5 separate regions of the Mus musculus genome follow, and regions 1, 2, 4 and 5 are each linked to region 3. A link is a contact called in public ChIA-PET, HiChIP or PLAC-seq, Micro-C and promoter capture Hi-C data. All regions are on one chromosome and are shown on one strand. The core of a region is the stretch at or near the end of the contact, and the rest is flanking DNA. Distances in the headings are between cores, read along the strand shown.

What was found. Promoter capture Hi-C pulls out the DNA fragments that hold promoters and counts their contacts. A called contact is a pair of places that touch in the nucleus more often than the background predicts. ChIA-PET counts read pairs in DNA pulled down with a chosen protein or histone mark. HiChIP or PLAC-seq counts read pairs in DNA pulled down with a chosen protein or histone mark.
Region 1: a contact with region 3 is called in a promoter capture Hi-C map of neural stem cells. The contact joins the promoter of Ddx42 here to the promoter of Bptf in region 3. A contact is called at or near these places in 1 of 39 promoter capture datasets (neural stem cells), 2 of 115 datasets of contacts at active chromatin or transcription factors (memory CD8 T cells and thymic regulatory T cells) and 1 of 9 other capture datasets (liver).
Region 2: an RNA polymerase II ChIA-PET map of memory CD8 T cells shows a contact between it and region 3, with 8 read pairs. The contact joins the promoter of Smarcd2 here to the promoter of Bptf in region 3. A contact is called at or near these places in 1 of 115 datasets of contacts at active chromatin or transcription factors (memory CD8 T cells) and 1 of 9 other capture datasets (liver).
Region 4: a Micro-C map of embryonic stem cells shows a contact between it and region 3, with 2.0 times the contacts expected there. The contact joins the promoter of Tex2 here to the promoter of Bptf in region 3. A contact is called at or near these places in 1 of 484 Hi-C or Micro-C datasets (embryonic stem cells) and 2 of 115 datasets of contacts at active chromatin or transcription factors (memory CD8 T cells and pancreatic cancer cells).
Region 5: a contact with region 3 is called in a FOXA1 HiChIP or PLAC-seq map of pancreatic cancer cells. The contact joins the promoter of Ern1 here to the promoter of Bptf in region 3. A contact is called at or near these places in 2 of 115 datasets of contacts at active chromatin or transcription factors (memory CD8 T cells and pancreatic cancer cells).

Annotation. Positions count from the first base shown.
Region 1 is chr11:106,215,605-106,218,304 of GRCm38.p6, forward strand. Ddx42 (DEAD box helicase 42) reads left to right here and starts at 1,322. Exons shown (of 18, transcript NM_028074.4): 1 at 1,322-1,552. Ccdc47 (coiled-coil domain containing 47) reads right to left here and starts at 763. Exons shown (of 13, transcript NM_026009.2): 1 at 545-763.
Region 2 is chr11:106,271,590-106,274,289 of GRCm38.p6, forward strand. Smarcd2 (SWI/SNF related, matrix associated, actin dependent regulator of chromatin, subfamily d, member 2) reads right to left here and starts at 1,383. Exons shown (of 13, transcript NM_001130187.1): 1 at 904-1,383. The coding sequence starts at 1,119. It also overlaps a transcript of Tcam1 not described here.
Region 3 is chr11:107,130,772-107,133,471 of GRCm38.p6, forward strand. Bptf (bromodomain PHD finger transcription factor) reads right to left here and starts at 1,376. Exons shown (of 28, transcript NM_176850.3): 1 at 503-1,376. The coding sequence starts at 1,151.
Region 4 is chr11:106,611,667-106,614,366 of GRCm38.p6, forward strand. It overlaps Tex2 (testis expressed gene 2), which reads right to left and starts at 1,264. Exons shown (of 12, transcript NM_198292.3): 1 at 1,192-1,264.
Region 5 is chr11:106,486,465-106,489,164 of GRCm38.p6, forward strand. Ern1 (endoplasmic reticulum (ER) to nucleus signalling 1) reads right to left here and starts at 1,332. Exons shown (of 22, transcript NM_023913.2): 1 at 1,153-1,332. The coding sequence starts at 1,212.

The sequences.
Region 1 (2,700 bases), core at 72-2,571, 920 kb before region 3:
ATGTAGCAATCATTGCTTGTCCTCCCAGGCCTCTGTGGCATCAGTCAAAATGATGAAATTTCTAGAAATGATGTAGACATTACTGTCACCTTACAAAGTAAAGTGTTGGTTACAAATAACTTGCATGTTAGAAACCTTCGGGTAAGGTCGACTCTAGAAGCGGTTGCTTCCGTGAAACTTCTAGTGTCTAGTCCTAGGTCCACCACGGAGAAGCCTAGTTCGATGCTCTTTTATTCTTCTGGCTACACACCAGATATTTTCTCAGATTTTGTCCTGTTGGTTGGGATCTACTCGAAACCTTCCCCCAAATCTTCCTAAAGCCCAACATAAAATGGAGCAGAAAAGGATGGACAGAGGTTTAGTCTTTTTTTTTTTCTTTTAATTCTGGAAAGATAAGTTGAGGGTATTGATGCATGTCACCACCGGCCGGACTTAAAGGGTTGGTTAGGAGGGAAACAGTACCTGGCTCTGCGGCCATGCAACTTAGTCACCGCTCGGCCTGGCACGGTCACACCGACTGGAATGTCATGGCCCCGCTACCTACCTGCACCCGAGGCTGCAACCGGGCCCGGGGCTCCTGAGGCCACTACCTCCAACCAGCCTGCCTTTGTCTGGTTTCTGTCTTCAGGTCGCAAAGATAATCTGCGGGCCGCGATGTCACTGAACAGCCCAGAACAGGTAGCTCAGTCACGGCACCCTACTCTTCACGTAGCTTCAGCCGTCCGTTACGTAGAATGCGTACAGCTAGTTTGCGCCTGCGCGCGGGGTGGGGGCGGGGCGCGGCCTTCAGGACATCCGCGCAAGGCGAGCTAGGGCTGCTGGGAAAATTACGTAACCCCCAGCGTCCCCTGGGCTACAAGTGCTCTAACTAGCGGAGGCTGCGTTTCTCCCGTAGGGTTCCGTCCGTCGGGTAGACGTCACTTTGATCGGATGCTCCGGAAGCTAAAGGTGGCCATAGTCTATGGGGCCATGTGGACAGAGGCATGAAGGGAAATGTTGCCCGAGTCGTGGGTTTTTTGTGTTGCTTTGGTTTTTGGCAAGGGACAAGAGCTAAGGGAAGGTGGACATTCTTATGTAAATGAAGTTTCCAATCAACACCTTATTACCTTGAGTTTTTCGGGCGGTTCCCCATCGCCGCGGCTCTCTTCATTGCAGACTCCCTCACTACACGACCCAGACACAATCCTCACCCAGGACCAGATTCCCGTCCGGGGTGTGTGACGTAGTTATGTTGCGTTCCGGAATCGGAAGAGCGGCATTAATTGGCGCCTTTCGGCAGCCGTAGCCCCAGCCCCACCCTTCGGCTCGCGCTCTACTTAGCGCGCATGTCAGACGCTCCCCCCACCCTACCCCCAGTCAGCAACGGGCCGTGAGGCGGCGGCGAAGGGGGCGGAGGAAGAGCGCGGCTGGACGCGGTCCCGCACCGCGCGTACGCAGGGCCGCGGGGGTTCTTTCGCGCCGACTGGAGTAGCAACTGCGTCTGCAGCCGCGGCAGCGGGTTTGGGTGAAGGGCTCGCCAGACGCAGTGCCGCTAGCCCGGGGGACACGAGAGGTAACTGGGGCCTGGCGAGGGCGGAGGAACCTCGGCCTCGTTTAACAAAGAATCGGCAGAGCCTGGGGACCCGGGTGGCTGCGGGGGTCCGGGCAGGGATGGGTACGCGATCTGGAGCCCCGAGGTGGCCCTCTGGAGCTACGTTGCCTTCCCACGGCTCTGCTCCTTGCACGTCTTAACGAGGCCCACTTGGCGGCTTTCCGGAGGCGGTGCTTGATGGGCTCCAGGAAGGGATTTTTCAGGGTGCTGGGCTCCGAAGCTGTGAGAGCCAGTGGAGGAGTATTGATCCTTGTAGGTAGCTGTTGGGGATTGCGGACCCACAAATGGAGGCGGGGAGGGTCTCGGTAGCGGAGGTTGACAGATTAGAAGGCTGTGATAGTCATTGATCTTTGTGAAACCTTGAGTAGATCATGATTAACATCATCACCATAGTTACAAACTTTTTGCGGCCTACTTGAGCCTACCTGATTTGAATAATATATATGGGTTGAAAACCTGTATCAGAATCGTAAGGAAAAAATTATACTAGTCAAGTTTGGAAGCATATATAAACTTTTCTGTCATCTTAGCTTTTTCCCTTTTCACCCCTACCCCTTTAGGCTGTGGTTTTGTGGCTTTCCTACTGTGTTGTTGTTGTTGTTACTATTTGCAAGTGTTATTTCTGTATTGTCTCCTACACATACCTGAACAGCTATTAAGCTGAACAATTATTAAGTAGAGTAGATATTATGTCTTTTTCTTTTTCTTTTTTTTCTTCCTTCGAGACAGGGTTTCTCTGTAGCCCTGGCTGTCCTGGAATTCACTCTATAGACCAGGCTGGCCTCGAACTCAGAGATCCACCTGCCTCTGCCTCCCAAGTGCTGGGATTAAAGGCGTGCATCACCACCCGTCGTGGGTGGTAGGTTATGTCTTAATTCGTTTAAACTTTGTAGAGTCCAATCCTGTTCTGACAGGTGGGAAGTGAACAGTAAGTCTGATATAAAAATTTATTCTTCCAGGGCGAAAATGTTATTTTACTTTACCTAGAAGGAGAATTGCAGTGATTCATTTAAAAATAAAATTGTTATTGCCTTGCCTCTGTGCCTGTTCTCTCTTGAATTGCTTAAGTGTTAAATCTATGACCACTGCACTCATGAGACTCTTTATAT
Region 2 (2,700 bases), core at 133-2,632, 860 kb before region 3:
ACCAGAGCTCTGGGGAATGAGGAGCGCCACATGCAGAATCAGGCTGAGTTCCCAATGCACTGACCACGGGTCCTGTCTCTGCTTGTCAATGGCCTTTGATGCTGCAACCTGAGACAGCTCTCTGCCAAGACAGAAGGGTCAGGGCAGTACCCTGTGCAGCCCAAGACCAGCAGGACTCCACAAAGCCTCCCTGCTCCTCCAAACTTTACTGGACACTGGCATCAAGAAGGAAAGCCCCGTACAGAGGATATCTTGAATGGTCTGTTAATGGGATCGGGCCTTCTTCAGACCTGGACACAGCTATTTCTAATCTATCCTGGAGTTATCTGGGCCCAATCTCTTTAGTCTCCCATTTCGTAGGAAGCCTGGCTTCCTTCCTCCTCAACTTGAGCAGCTGGGAGCCATCTCAGACATACTAACGCTCTGCCAGTTCCCAACTAGGAAGAAAAAAAAAAAAAAAAAGAAAGAAAGAAAGCCAAGGCAGAGATGCAGTGGGACCGAGGCCAAAGAAAGAGTAACCCTGTTTTCTCACTAACGACCCTCTTCCAAATTTTCCTCACCACATCCCGGGTCACTCCCTCACCTCCACTCCGGGACCTGTCTTACACTTTCAACCTGATTGCCCACAATTCTCTAGATCTCACGAAGCCTCCATCTCTAAGTTACTCGGAGCCAAGAAGCCCCGGGACTCCTCTAACTGCTCAAGCCCTCCACCGCAGAGGGCTTTCACCCTTTCCCCAACACTGCCTCCAACCCCGAGCCACTAACCAAGGGACTCTGGCCTGCCCGCCACCAGCCCTCGACAGTTCCTCCTGCAGTGTCCCCTGGGCCGCCTGTCCTCACCTGAGGCCCCAGGGAGACCGACACAGCGCCCTCGCGGCGCCGCTCGCCTGCCCTCCTCACCTGGTACTGCGCCGCGGGGCCAGCGGGGCCCATGGGGCGGAAGGCGGCGGCCCCCGGTACCCCCATGCCTCCAGAAGGCCCCGGGCCCCTGAGCGCCGGGCTGGGCAGCATTCCGGGTCCCGCAGGCGGAGGCGGCGCACCAAGGGCCGCGGCAACGGCGCCGCCGCCGGGGCTCAGCGGAGGCAGCGGGAACCCGCCCGCGCCACGGCCGGACATCACTCTGTCCCGTCCCGCGGTGCAGCGATCCGGCCTCCGGTCTCCGTGTTGAGTCCGCTCCGCGAGCTACGTTCCGCGATCCGGGACTTCCCGATTTTACTACCGGGTTCCGGGATCTTCTACTCCAAGTTCGCAAGTTCTTTGCAGCCCGGCTTTAGGATCCCGCGGCCCCTCTGACTCCGCTCCTGCCAGGGATACTCCAGATCCGGGATGTGCCGCGAGCCCGCAGGCCTCTCCCGGCCTCCGGAGGTTTGATCGCCGGAGTCCAGTTACCCAGAGGCGGTTACGAACTCCCAGCCCCGCCCAACCTAGACCCTGCAGGCCCCGCCCCTGCCCGGCAACCCAATCGAGAATGCCTCTTTAAATCCCGCCCTCGCGAGACCCGCCTCAAACCAGCACCTCCCATAACTGACGGCCTTAGAGCCCCGCCCTTGGGGGAGGCGGCCTTTTCCCGGAGGAGCGGGAGCGGAAGCTGCACGCGGAAGCGCGGAGGAGAAAGGCGTGGGGTCAGAGTTCGAAGGTCGCGTAGGGCCGTCCGAACTGTTAGGTGTTTGCTGTTTGCTCCGTAGTGCTGCTGCCTCGGCGAGATCCCCGATATGGCCCATCCAAAACAGTTCCGTCAATTCTGCGTCTTCAAGCCTTAAAAATAAGCGATCCGCGGCGGGAAAGCCGCCAACCACTTTTTAAGAGCCCATCTCGGGGCCGGTGGCATAAGGCACCCCACACCCACCCACCCATCTACCCCCAGAAGCCTGTATTGGTTGCTCCGCGCTTCCAAGGACATGGGCGGCCCCAGACGTGACCCAGCTGAGTGAAAGCTTGGCTTGGCCCAACTCCGAGTACTTAACTGCACTAACTTGCCCGTGCCTTTCTTTAAGGAAGCCTGGTAATTCGCAGAAAATGTTTTTAGGTGAAGGGATTTTGCATGCTGAGAGAACTCCAGGTACTGAAATAAGTTTTATCCAGTTTGTATAGGACTTAGTTTTGAAAAGTTGAGAATCAGCCGGGCGTGGTGGCAAACGCCTTTAATCCCAGCACTTGGGAGGCGGAGGCAGGTGGATTTCTGAGTTCAAGGCCAGCCTGGTCTACAAAGTGAGTTTTAGGACAGTCAGGACTACACAGAGAAACCCCGTCTCGAAAAACCAAAAAAGAAAAGAAAAGTTGAGAACCTTTTCAGAAACCACTGGCTTCGGCTATGTTATAGACCTACCCTCTGTCAATGTGGTATCTCCTACCCACGGTATAGAATAGTGCTACTTAACTAGGCACTGAAAATCCTCAGAATCAGGTTGGGGGTGTAACTCAGGTTATAGCGTGCACAAAGCCCTGGGCTTGAACCCCAGACTGCATCAACTACATGGTGGTGCATCCTCAAAATCCCAGCACACAGGAGGAGGCAGGTGGGCCAGAAGTTCAGGATGGTTCTCAGCTGCATCACCAGTTGATTCTACAGGAGACCCTATATCAGAAGAAAGCCGAGCTTTTTGTTAAAATGTGGTTTATGGTTCAATGAAATGGGGGCAGGGTACAAGATTCTGTATTTCTTTTTTGGTTTTTCAAGATAGGATTTCTTTGTGCAGC
Region 3 (2,700 bases), core at 126-2,625:
GGAACAGATAATTTTTCTTTTAAATCTAAAACAAAACGTATTAGACATGCAACGGTTTGCAAAGCAGGAGGCTTCTTTCATCGCAAAATAAATAAATAAAATACTCGTACCAAAACAAGGGGAGAAAGACGAACTCAATGGATACTTGTGTGCCAAAGTTTCAATCCTGCCTGGTGGAGCCACCGCACTTGGCACAAATTTTGAAGGGGATAAAGAGGGAGGGGGGAGAAGAGCGAACGAGTCTGTGGCCTGCAAACTGCAACAATGCAATCTCCATTTTGAACAATGCGCCTCTTTCCTCTTGCAAATCTAGTTTTGTTTTTGTCTTTTTTTTCTTTTTTTTTTTTTTTTTTTGTCACTAGACGCGCCGTGGCCTCCGCGTGGGGGACAGGCCGGGAAGGGGGGGGGGAGCTAGGAAGCAGGATGCACTGCACTGGAGAGGGAGCAAGCCAGGGGGAGGGAGGAGGTGGGGAAGGAGTCTCCCGGCGGCCTGGGTGGTTACCTGGAGTGCTGCTGTATGTACTATGGCTCCTGAAGCTGCTTTCCGTGCAGTAACTAGCGTCGTCGTCGTCGTCTTCCATCTCCTCCGGATAATCGGAGTCATCGTCGTCTTCTTCCATGTCATCTTCCTCCTCGTCCTCGGAATCCTGGGTCTCCTCGGCGTCGCCATCCTCCTCCTCCTCCTCGTCCTCCTCCGAGACCATGTCCTCCTCCTCGTCGTCGTCGTCACTCTCGTGGTCATCGTACACCACTTTGTTGACGGCGCGGCGGGCCGGGGTGGTCCGGGCCAGGTGGCCGCCCCCGCCCCCCGTCCTGCCGCCCCCGCCTCCTCGGCCCCCCCGGCCCGGGCCGCTGGCGCTGCTGCCGGAGGCCGGCGGTGGCGGTGGCGGCTGTTTCCTGCGGCCGCCCCCCCTGGGCGAGCTCAACCGGGTCTTGGGCGCCACCTCAGCCTGGGCGGCGGCCCACCTGCCCCGACTGCTGCCGCGGTGCCGCGAGCGCAGCCCCCCTATGGGTCCGGAGGCGGGCGGCGGCGGCGGCGGCGGTGGCGGCGGCGGTGGTGGCGGCGGCGGCGGCGGCGGCGGGGCCGGGGCGCAGCGCTCCGCAGCAGGAGCCGCGGGCTGCTTGGGCGGCCTGCCCCGCCGGCCCCTCATGTCGGAGCCGCGGCTTGCGGGGGGGTGGGGGGGGAGCGGAAGGGGTGGGGGAGGGGCGCGGGGGGCGCCGGGGCCGAGGGGGAGGGGAGGGCGCCGGGGTCCGGGCGGGAGGGGCGCGGCCCGGCAGCGGCGGGGTGGAGGGAGAAGGCTCAGTCCGAATTGCCGGGGCCCCGCTCCGGATCGCCTGCAGCCGCCATCTTGTTTCTTCCCTCTCGCTCGGTGACTGGGGGAACCGACAGCGGCCGCAGGCCCGGAGCGCGGTCACGTGAGCTGCGCCGCCCGACGAGCCTGGGACAGAGCGAGGCGGCGCGGCGGCCGCTAGGGGGAGCGCGGGAGCGGCGCGGCGGGGGCGGGGAGGCCCCGGAGCGCCCCTGCGCGGCTGCACGGCGGCGGCGCAGGAGCGAGATGGGTAGCGTGGGGTGTCCCCCCAGGCTGGGGTCTCCTCCTGGGAGACCACCTCCCCCTCAGCTGAGGTCTTAGGGAGACCTCAATGCGTGTCTCCCAAACCGGGGCCGGAAAACAGGGAATTTTCCTCCCAAGTCGCCGGTCCTTTTGGGAAACTAATGCAAAAAAAGGGGAGAGGGGCGTCTCGCGTAGAGGCACGACTTACAGACTGGGGGCAGTCACTACGCAAAGCCACCCACGCAGGTACAGGAGCTGGAGCTAAGTCAGTCCCAATAGAGAGCTCCCAAAGGCTTGGATCTAGAGGGTCCTGAAGTTGTTCCAGGAATGCACGCTGGGAGCCACACCCCCAGCGTGGTTTCACTGACTTTCCTGAGTTCCCACCCTCAGAGCCCGGGGTTAAATTCCAGAGCGTGGTTCCTAGCGGCCTCCAGGCACCTTTCTCTCTTCCCAGCTACGAACTTCCACACCTCAGCCAGAACTTAAGGATAGGAAGGATGGCGTCCTGTCTAGAATTGGCTTCACAAAGTTATGTGTTTGTGTTACCTGGAAATAATGTCTACCTGACAAATTACCAGTCTTGGTTTGACCTAGGGTGCTAGTCACTAAAGTGAAATCGCAGGCACATGCACCAAATGTTGCTAAATTGAGGTGGCTCAACACAGGGTCCTCGGGGTGGACTCTGGAAAGAAAAGAAAGGTTTAAGGAACCTATATGAGTGATTATTAATAGATGTGAGAACAGAAAAAGTAATTTGAAGAAAAATCGTTAATAGGATTCAGCCCACTAACTAACTGACTTATTACAATATAGTTCGGTGAATAGAAATGAAGTGAAAATTACTAATTGCCAACTAAGTTATTATGTATTCACTTTGGTTGATCTCTGAGAGTGGTAAACTTACCCACAGGGACCTCATAAGACACCAAAGGAAAGAAAGTAAGCCACAAGAGTTCTTGGGTAAACAAAGGCTGCAGCTATAGCAATGCAGGCCCAAATAAGCAGATCTTCTGATATTCCTTGGTGATAGTGGGTGTTTTATTTTGTTTTATTAGGGCAAGGTCTCGCTGTAAGGCCCTGGATAGCCTGGAAATCACTATGTAGACCAGGCTGCCCTCCAGCTCCTAGTAGAGATCCACCAGCCTCT
Region 4 (2,700 bases), core at 14-2,513, 520 kb before region 3:
AAGACTCTGAAAAGATACTGAAACCATTTAAGGGTTGGGAAAAGCTAACAGAAACGTTTCTCACCGGCCAATAAATCCAGACCCTTCAAACTCCCTTCCCCAAGCGCCAGAGATCACTTGTCCCTCAGTTTCCCTTGTTATTTTCCACATACAATTCACTTTCTCTTTGGATTTAATCTAGCTCCTGAAAAGACAATTCCTCTCAATTGAGCAATGGTGTCAAGACATTTGGACCTCACACCGGAACAGGACACAACCTGTGTCTTCAGGTTGTCACACTTTTCCTTTAACTCTAAAAAAATATGTCCTCCTCATCTATGAAATCTAATGACAAAGTAAGTACTCCTTAGCTCTAAGGGGAAAAAAAAGAGCGAGGGTGTTTAACAGACTTTGCCCTTAAATTTGATGCCGTGTAACCATAACAACTGATGGTTTAGGTAACCATCAACCCACTGAGGGGCTAAGTTTTCCAAAAATCGTTTTTCAGTGGGGGAAAAACTCCCTTGCACCAACTCCCGCGCGTAGAGTCGGCACTCCGGAGTGGCATGTGGTGCAATGGAGCCGGCAGCTCCTGTCCCTGCATCGGTCCCCCGGTCTCCACCACCGTCATCTCCATGCTCCCAGCGGGGCAGCTAGCGTTAGGCCTCAGCCCAATGTCACTTGTTAACCTTCCGATCTCCCCGGTTTTTGGTACGCCGCCACCTCCCTTTGAAAGCACACAAGCCACCCCTCGGTCCCCGGTGTCCGCCAGGAGTTGGGAGAAAAACAAGCGAGGCGCCGACAGCCACTGACAGATTCGCGCAAAAGTAACCGCGCTCCTCCATTCCCAAGCTTCTCCCACGGTGGCCCAGGGGGCGGAGGACGGCAAGGGCCCCACGCACAGAGGTGACAAGTGTTTTCCTTCAACGAGCGTGTGAATGCTGCTTTCCCGGACCCACACCGAGCCGCGGACGCTAGGCTGGGACCTGACGGCTTGCACCTCCCGCCCCGGGGCGACTCCGCCCTGCCCGGCCCCCAAGCAGGGAAGGTCTCTCCCGGGGCCACCCATGCCGGCGTCCCGAGCCCTGGTAGTGTGGAAGGGACCGAGCCCCGCTGCGCCAACGGCTGCGGGAGCTGCCGGTGTCCCGTAGCCGGGCCACCCAGTCAGGGCCTGCTCCGCCCGTCGCCCCACCTGGCCCGGAGCGCGCTCACCCCGGATCCGCTGGCTGCCTCATCCTACTACACCGGCGCCCGTACTTGGCGGCCGCCGCGGCTCCTGCTCCAGCTCCAGCTCCGGCTCTGGCTGGGGCCGCCGTGCTGCTGCCCGCCCGCCCCCGGGCACCGGCCGTCCCGCCCCGCCGGCGGACCCGCCCCGCGGCCGCGGCCCCCACCGCCCAACCACAGGGCGGAGGGGGCGGGGCCAGCCGCGCACCAGACATGACCAATCCAGCCAGTGCCGCGCGCCCGCGACGGGCCTGGAGGATCGGCCAGCGATCGGTCAGGGCTGTTAAAGGGGCTGCGGCGCTGCGGACTGGAAAGAAGGGGAGGCCGCGAAAAACTGCGGGTTACCTGGCAGAATCCCAGTGGGAGGAGCGAGCGTTGCACTCTCCCAATTGAAACTGAGGCGCTTTCCCCAGCTCTTTGCATTTCTTAATTTCCTCTTCCTGCAATTTAGCAACAAGTGCCTCCAAGCCGTGAGGGAAACTGTCTGGCTAGGCAGATTCTTAGGAACAGAGGTCTTAGGAGGACGTCGGACTTTATCAATCCCTGCTAGTTCCAGAAACTGGATGTCTGAGCTCCTCCTCCACACCTGACCGTAACAACCAATCGCAAACTGATTAGTAGAATTAGCGCCTAGAATTCGTGTGACGTAAATATATCATATATTATGATCTTGGGTTTTTTTTTAATACAGGGTCTCCTGTAGACTAGGCTGTTTTCAGAATTGATATGTAGCTGAAGATAGCCTTGAACTCTTAGCCTCCTGCCTCTGCCTCTACCGCTATGACTATAGGCATACACCACTACACCTGGATAACATAAGTTTACCTTAGAGGGATCGTGTCTAGGGCCCAGATAAAGGAAGGTGACTTTTAAAAATGAGTTCTCGCTTAAAATGTGCTTGGAATGGTGGAGGCTATTTTTACACCCATCAGTTCCTTACAGGGTAAAGGGAGGGGTGGAGGGGGCAGAGGGTAGGCAGGTCCCGCAGGTCCCTCATAGCACAGGGGCAGGTTGTGAGAGTGTCTTTGCTTATCAACTTTGCCTTCTAAATGAGTGGGTCCCAAACTTCAGCATCAGCCCATCCCAGAGGACTCTAGCATGTCTCAACTTTGCAATGACTGGGTCTGGGCCGTTTATTTTTCAACATTCTTTCCCCAGGAGATTCCAGTAGGGGGCGCTCTGGGGGGGCATGCTTTTTTTTTTTTTTTTTGGTTTTTCAAGACAGGGTTTCTCTGTGTAGCCCTGGCTGTCCTGGAACGCACTCTGTAGACCAGGCTGGCCTCAAACTCAGAAATCCGCCTGCCTCTGCCTCCCAAGTGCTGGGATTAAAGGCGTGCGCCACCACGCCCGGCTAGGGGCCATACTCTTTCGAGTCTCTCATTGCTGTGAAATTAAAACTCAACCGGCGGAAAATAAAGCTAGATTCCTCTGTACAATCAAAATCCATGATATGTTTGGGAGACTTGCTAGTCAGTAAACCTAGAGACCAAAAAGGAG
Region 5 (2,700 bases), core at 82-2,581, 640 kb before region 3:
TTGGAAAAAAACAAACCAACTTGAATTTGAAAAAGTAGACCTTCTTTAATACTTCAGTAGTCTCTAAATTCTAATTTGTTATTCTGAGAGCACAGACAATTATTTACCTACAAGGCATAAGAGTTCAAAGAGTTGGCCGCGGCTGGCCCGCGGGTCTCCACACATGTCAGTCTTCCACCAGGACACCTGGTACATGATATGCCATATTAAAGGGAACACGGTACCTTCAAAGAGGTCATTAAATAGAACCAGCACAAGTGTACCATGCCCACATCCTGAAAAGTGCATTTTAAAAAAATTTTAAAGCCCCCAGTTCTTCCAACCAGAAGATGAAAATAGCCATGTCCGCCTACAAAATGTCCTCTTTAGCCAAAGTGTTCAAATCCTGAGTGGATAAAGAGTTAAATAAATATAAACCGATATTCTTCTCAAAAAAAAAAAAAAAAAAAGCGAAGACGTTTCTGACGGCCCCGCACGTGAGACAGCTTTAAGTTTTGCAGTACAACTCTGGCCCACACACCGGGTCTTTAAAAGGATCCAATGCCCACAGCTTAACTTGTTTAATGACACCTTCACTGTCTAGCAAAATTACTAGTAGGAAGCCCCCTGCCTCCGAATACAAAGAAACCTTCGGGTCAGGTAGGCAGAAACCAGCGGCGGCTGGCTAAAAACGCCGTGCCCATTCCCGGCTTCAAACGCTTTCCAAAGTCTCATTTAAAAACAAAACAAAACAAAAAACTTTCGAGTAAAGACTCAAAACTCCAGTCCACCACCCGCTTCCCCCGGCTTCGGGTGTCCATCCGCGGCCACGGCGGCAGTGCGGGCGCCCACCTGTGGAGACCGCGGGGCAGGTGGGCAGCGCGCCCAGGGCCCGGCCTTTGGGAGACAGCTCCGAGTCGCGCGCGTCCCGGGCCGTGGAGCCGCTCGCGGTCTGCCTCGGCCGCGCTGGCCCCGGAGGCGCCTCCGGAGGCGGACGCCAGTGTGTGGCCGGCCGACGCAGCTCCCACCGCCAAGCCTCCCGCAGCTGCCTCAGCCCAGGCGCCGGGCCTCCCGCCGCTGCGGCCCGGCTCGGACGCCAGCCCCCGCCACCGCGCGACTCTCCTCTGGCCGCGAGCCGGCCCGTCCCCGCACCGCACTCCCCTGGTTACTCACCCCGGGGCCGGGCGGCGGTAGCAGCAGCGCCAGCAGGAGCAACAGCCACCGGGCCGGCATGGCAGGACGTGGCCCTGACTCCGGGCCCCGCCGGCCGGTTCTGGAGCCCGCGCGAACAGAGGGCTGGACGGGGGCGCCGCAACGACAGCGCGGCACCGGCGGAGGATCGGTGGACACGGAGCTGACTGGGCGGCGGCGACACCCCCATTCCCAGCCCTATAAGTGCCTTGTGTCCCGGCTTCTTCCGGTCGGGGCGGGCTTTAGGGCGGTCCCGGGGGCGGGGGCTGTGAGAGGCGGAGTCACTGCCTGGATGGGGAGGAGCCTATGTTGTTTTGTGGGCGTGGTAAGAGTGGGAGGGTGGGGTTAGAGGCCAACGCGGTGCTAGCTTCTAGCTGCCTCCTATCCTGGGCGCTAGAAGCCGAAGACCAACTCTTGGCTTTGGGTATTTGTGGACGCTGTGCTTCTGAATGAAGAAGCTTGTTCGCAAGCCAAGGGAAAATGACATGTTGCCCCACAGGAAGTCCCACTCGCCCGATGAAGAACCCGAGGCGCCAGGCTTGCCCACAACCCTCCGTCTCCCTGCTGCCGGCCACCACTTACAAGGGTTGTCTAAGCGACCTCTAGAGCAGAGCAAGGGTTTCAGCAGCTGGCGGAAATTCGACCCTGAGACGCAGCCTTAGAGTTCACTGACGAGGGTCCTCCAGCTGTGCCTCATCCAGCCCGAAGGCCCCTTTCTTCCCTAGCCTTGCCCCTCAGGAATTCCCCGAAAGTCATGTCCAGCAGCCATCCGTTCCTCTCGGGATGAACAACAGCCAACTCATTCACCAAAAATTATAAGGAAATCATGCGGGCCTCTCGTGTCACATGTGTTTATGTGACCTTTGTAGATGTGGCCTGGTGAAGCTTGAGAGGACATGTGTCACAACTCTTTGGAGGTGGGCTGAGGACTCCAAGGTCTATTTAAGGGTGTGGATTATTAATCAGAACTAATGAGCCCAATAAGTTGTTTGGTCACTGGGTCCCAAGCTGCCCTCCTCTGAGTTGGAAGAGGGAGAACTTGTTTATAATAGGAAAGACAAAACATTCAGTGCTCAAGGAAAAAGTAGCTTATTATTCTAGTAGAAAAAGGGAGTTGCTGGGAGTGTAGTTCTGTTGGTACAGCACTTGCATAGTCTGCGAGAGAGGTACTGGGCTACATCTCCAGCCCTCCCAATATTGGATGTGTTGCCTCACACCTGAAATCCCAGCACCCTGGGGGTGGAGACAGGATCCGAAGTTCTAAGTAATCCTTGGCTACCTAGTGAGTTTGAAGCCAACCCAGATTATGTGGGGCCACGGGAGAACCGGAGCAAATTCTCTGTTTCCCCTGGCTTGCTCCTTTGACAGCCCGTTGGAATTTTCAGGTTTTTGAAGAGAAAAGGTTATCCTAGGGGGGGAAAAAACCGCAAAGAGGTAGTATATGATAGGTAGGGATTAGGGGTGTGTTGGGCTAAGGGCCCAGTCAGTATGTGCTTTGGGTCAACTCTATCCAATGGTAACAGACAGAAC